Linked DNA regions of Nomascus leucogenys: region 1 is linked to region 2. Evidence: chromatin contacts called from public Hi-C data. All regions are on one chromosome and are shown on one strand. The core of a region is the stretch at or near the end of the contact, and the rest is flanking DNA. Distances in the headings are between cores, read along the strand shown. Region 1 overlaps MRTFA (myocardin-related transcription factor A). Region 2 holds the start of MRTFA (myocardin-related transcription factor A).

Region 1 (2,700 bases), core at 149-2,648, 200 kb before region 2:
CCAAGCTCCTTCTCTGCTCATGAAATGCAGCTGGACTTTTCAAAGCTGTTGAGAGAAGAACCGTAAAGAATTACCTTCAAGTGAAGCATCATGTCTAGTGCTACGATATTCAGTGGAGAAGGCATCTTAAATTCATGTTACTGGCTGGGCATGGTGGCTCACGCCTGTAATCCCAACATTTTGGGAGGTCGAGGCAGATCACGAGGTCAGGAGATCGAAACCATCCTGGCTAACACGGTGAAACCCTGTCTCTACTAAAAATACAAAAAATTAGCTAGGCGTGGTGGTGGCGGGCACCTGAAGTCCCAGCTACAAGGGAGGCTGAGGCAGGAGAATAGCGTGAACCCGGGAAGCGGAGCTTGCAGTGAGCTGAGATCGCGCCACTGCACTCTAGCCTGGGCAACAGAGCGAGACTCCGTCCCAAAAAAAAAAAAAAAAAAAATCACGTTACTGTTAGTAGTACTATAAATATCAGTTGAAGTGAAGGCAATGACACCTGAGTAAGCATTTATCTTTATGGTTTAGCTACCCCATTCAAACAGTTTTGGTAGAAACCAAAATATGACTCCTAATGGGAACTGTCACTGCCTAAGCTTGGGCTGTATAAAGTGCACCCATGGAATGTAACTTTAACAAACACCCTGGCCCATGACTGGACCGTCAGCCGCAAATCCCCCATCAGCTAGGACTCCAAGAACGCCTGCTAGACCTCACATTATTCTCAGGACACCTGCACACAGGAAGGGGCACAGATGCATGCCAGATTAACCTTACTTCCTCAACCTCACGAGGAATCATAAAGTGGCCAAACTGTTTCAAAGGGACAGTTAAAACCAAAAAGATATGTCCACTCGGCGCTATTTCCTTCTTCACTGCACCTGTTATTTATAGTGCTGCTAAAATTAACTTGAATTTCATCTCTAAGGACTAAAAGAACCCCATGGCAATTGTATGTGAAGGAACACACACAACCGACAGCTGACACGAAGGGCTCAGCTCTATTCTGGGGATACCACACAAAGACCACAAGTCTCGACTTCTGCAAACAACACTCAGGTGGCAAGACCAAACCAAGAGCCTCCAGAAAAGCTGCACCATGAATGGAGGGTCTGACTCCTTTTGTCAAAAACTTGGCTGTAAGGACAAATAACAACTTAAGACACTCTGAGGATGAGAGGGAAAGGCCTGACTCACTTCAAGTAGGGAACAGAGGCAATAAGAGAGAAATTTATAAGACTGTGGTCAGTTTCACTTCTCCTGCCCTAGAATTTCCAAAGAGCTGTGAAACTGAGAGCAGAGATAACTTTTGCTAGGCTGCTGGCTGCGGTAGGAGTGCAGGGTTAAGGAGATGCTAAAAGTAGCAAGAGAGCATAGATAGGACCCTATCCTGCCTGGGCCTTTGTGCTTCTTCCTCCTTCCTCCCCACCCCCAGCGGGGGGCTGGGCCTCAGCAACAGCAGTCCCAGAAGAAAGCTTCAATTGTCCCAACAGTATTTATTTTAAAAAATTTTTTGTGAATCTTAAGATAAAAAAGAAACTAGTCTTAAAAGTACTACTGAGATCCCATCTTCTAACAGAAGGGGGAGCTCTAGATTTAACAAATTAACATCAAAGAAAAACCAGTACAGGTTACGTCCCCAACCTACCTGGGCACTATCCAGGCTTCCCCACTTCTTACATGGGCAGGTCGTGGGCATTTCAGTGGGTAAATAGACACCCCCTGCACCTGCTTCTACTGTGTAAAGCTAGCTCAACTCCAAAGGTCTTGCTCTGCAGGAACCTGGGTGTGACGGATCACACGTAACCTTGGCTCTTGGAAAGCTTAGCACATGCATGAGACAGTAAGTACAAAGAATCAAGAGAAAACGGACACTGTCCACCCCACCCCAGCTTCCTTTTCTGCCTCATTTTTCTCCGCAGCACTCATCACTGTCTTGACAGTCTTTATATAAATACTACATATCTGGCTGGGCGTGGTGGCTCATGCCTGCAATCCCAGCACTTTGGGAGGCCGAGGTGGGCAGATCATGAGGTCAGGAGTTCGAGATGAGCCTGGCCAACATAGTGAAACCCCGTCTCTACTAAAAATACAAAAATTTTTGTATAGGAATGGTAGAGGGCGCCTGTAATCCCAGCTCTCAGGAGACTGAGGCAGGAGAATCGCTTGAACTCAGGAGGCGGAGGTTGCAGTGAGCCGAGATAGTGCCACTGCACTCCAGCCTGGGAGACAGGGCAAGACTCCGTCTCAAAAAAAAAAAAAAAGGAGGGCAGAATACTACATATTTTTCTTGTTTACTTTCAGTCTCCCACGTTTACATTTACAACATGTCCCTATCAGAGCACAGCAAGGGTTTTGTCTATTTTTTTAGTTACTCACAGTATTCCCCAAGTGCCTAGAATACCAGGCACACAGTATACCCTCAATAATTATTCACTCAATGAATTAGTGAGTATTCTGTAAGAAACGGACACAAGGTGACTAGTGACAGGAGGATGGGAGGATTCTGCAGCAGAGCTCTAAACTTTCATCTGAACAGCCAGAATTCTGGTTCTGAACTGGGGTCGAAACCTCACAGTTCTGGATAGACAGTCAAGGGATCTGTGTTCTAGTACTGAGTGCTACCAATTACTGCTGGGTGACATGGGCTGTGAGACTGCTTTCTGGGTCTAATTTTCTTCCAGTGTGAGAATCTGCCCACCT
Region 2 (2,700 bases), core at 14-2,513:
GAAGCATGGGGTAATTCCATTATTATATTTAAGTGATGTGTTCCACATTCCTGTATATACACACACTTCATGCCAAATAGAGGCTGGCAAGCAGTTAACTATTCAACTGCCCTTTCGTTACGCTGCATAACAGGGAGACAACAGAGAGAAATCTTGACAAAGCCAACCTGGGCTAGTGCTTAAAGGAACACGGGCAAACCAGTCATTCTCAACATCCCAAAAGCAAACATTTTCTTGGGCCCTTACTATGGGCCAAGCATTGTGTCAAACGTTTCACGTGAATTATTTCATTCGACACTTACAACAAACAGCCGTATGCGATTGGTGCTATTATCCTCATTTTTCAGACGAGGAAACCAAGGCACAAGATTACACAGCTAGCAAGTGGCAGGTTTGGGAGTCGACTCAAAAGGTCCAGCCCTAGGCACTATGGAGTATCAAAGGTACCCGAAGCTGGGAGGGTGGACTGCAATCAGCGTCCTGACAGACGCTTTCTTACAAGGTAAAGTTCTCGGCCATCAAGTTTCAGATCTGCAGAGCCCTGTACACCTGGCAGCATTCAGGTTGCTATACTGGCACCAAAAAGTCCAGTTGAGCCTCCTTGCCTGGGAATCCCGAGGACTGCACTTGGATCCTGAAGGTCTGCACAAGACCCCAGAGAAAGCAGCCGACACCCCGCCCCTGCAATCAAAACACATCCCCGGAGAAGCAAGGGCGAGGACCTCCGTGCCTCCCCGCCCCGTGCAGCACGGCCCTGCCAGGCGGTGCACAGGTGCACGACCGCGCCCGCCCCGGCCCCGGCCCCGGCCCCGGCCCGGGTCCCAGCCCCGGCACAGTGACCGCCGCTCTGCGACTCCGGCCCCGAGGGCAGGGGCAGAAGGCCGGCGAGAAGAGGGCCGGGGACGCGAGGGCCGCCTCGCCCGACCCCCCGAGGACGCGCGCAGCGGGGTCGGGGGGGAAAAAGGATGCTCCGGGCGGGGCGGGGCCGCGGTGGGGGAGGGGTCCCCAACCCCGACTCTCACTCACCGCCTCGCGCGGCTCCTGGCCGGGTTCCGCGGCTCGCCCCACTCCGGCTCTAGCCGCCCCCGTCTCCTCTCGAGGCTCACTGTCCAGCCCGGGCGCACGGAGCTGAGAAGTCGCCGCCAGCGGAGGGCGTGTGGCCAGCGGCAACCGAGAGAGTGGGAAGGATGGGACCGTCGCTCTCGCCGCCGCGGCCACCACAGACACTGCCACCGCCGGCTCCTCTCAGCCGCGGAAGCTGCGGGTCCGCCCACCACGCCCGCCTCTCGTCCTGACTACTGCCCGCTAGAGAAGTGACGGCGGCGCTAGCCAATCAGAGGCCTGCTCGGGGTCGTGATCGGCTGACTAAGGGGCGGGAGGAGAAGGAAGCGGCACGAAGAAGGCGAAGACGGCGGCGTGACTTCCTATGATTGACGGCACGGCGCAGCCAATGGGCAACGGGGAGATGACCTCATCTCTGAGGAAAGTCTGGAACTGGCTGAGCCGCGGCGAGGAGGTCGGCGACGAGCCGGGGGCGGAGCGCTGGACCTTAAAGAGGCCTCAGCCCTCTGGTCACCCTGTGAAGGGAAGGGCGGTGGACCCCGCCGGACCTTGCCAAGTTGCCAAGGGGTCAATGCCCAGGCGCGAGTAATCCCAGACCCCATCCCGATTCTTCTCGGGGACTGAAGGGTCTCCGCCTGGGGCTCCGAAGTCGATCATTTCACGTTCACGCTTCCCAAAACGAGACACAATAAATTCCGCTCTGGCCTGAAGCCCTGAATTCCCGTTACAGTCCCGCCCCGCCGAGGCCCGTCAACTAGCTTCTCTGAGTCAGTTTCCCCAACGGTGAAAGGGAGGACACTGACACCTGCCTACCCCTCCCTACCTGCCGAGGCCGTGGAGATCAGCAGCAGCGAAAGCGCTCTGGGCTTAGAAGAGGAAAAGGGCTGCGTGAGCCCAAGAGCTTGCATCGGAAGGCTCCAGGAAGAGCATCTGCAAAAGAGAGGATTCCACGGGATGACCTTCGACAACTCTTGGAATTCTAAAATCCTATACCCTTGCCCGCACCCATTTGTGTAGTGAAGGGGCGCGCGTTAGGCGCAGAGGCCACACGTTCCGCAAGTGAACCCGGGCACCTCTCTGCACCTATTCTGGGCTGAGGGCGGGGAGCGGGTGGCTGCCCGATTTAAAAACATGTATATGTATATGTATATGTATATGTATATGTATATGTATATGTATATGTATATGTATATGTATATGTATATGTATATGTATAATGAGTGAAGTCCATGACTGCAACAGGGAGAAAGGAGAAAGGCAAAAGGGGAGAGAGAAAGAAGGTAACCCAGGCCCACTGTGATGACAGTCGCGGTCAGGCAGGCCCTTCGTATCCCCCTTCCTCCCCAGCAATGGGAGAGAGCCCAGAAAAGGAGAAATAACCCCAACTCGATGGGGTGGAAAAGGGGGAAGCGCTTTCCGGAAGGCGTCCGAGGATGGGGTCACCAGAGTCAGAGGAAGGAGTAACAGTAGGTAGAAGAAGAAGGGGTCAGGGGCGTTCTTCTAGGTTTGGGGCGGACCCGCGTGAAGACGCAAAGACTGAAAAGGGGCCGCTCACTTTACATTCCAGGGTAAATTCTCACTATGACCCCCTTTCCCCCCTCAAAGGCTTCTGGGACTGCCCATTGGTGAACTCTCAGA

The links. Hi-C and Micro-C count contacts between places; a contact is called where the count stands out from the background.
Region 1: a contact with region 2 is called in a Hi-C map of a lymphoblastoid cell line, with 4 times the contacts expected there. The contact joins the enhancer-like site here to the promoter of MRTFA in region 2. A contact is called at or near these places in 2 of 4 Hi-C or Micro-C datasets (a lymphoblastoid cell line and an unstated tissue).

The regions. Positions count from the first base shown.
Region 1 is chr7b:10,073,994-10,076,693 of Asia_NLE_v1, reverse strand. It overlaps MRTFA (myocardin-related transcription factor A), which reads right to left. Exons shown (of 14, transcript XM_030815487.1): 4 at 1-45. Among named protein-coding and RNA genes, the nearest start is that of SGSM3, 59 kb to the left of the region's middle. Within about 2 kb of position 1,398, the one cell type or tissue checked has an H3K27ac peak away from gene starts, as active enhancers do. A contact at or near this core is called in a lymphoblastoid cell line, where this site is marked.
Region 2 is chr7b:9,876,274-9,878,973 of Asia_NLE_v1, reverse strand. It overlaps MRTFA (myocardin-related transcription factor A), which reads right to left and starts at 1,263. Exons shown (of 14, transcript XM_030815487.1): 1 at 1,027-1,263.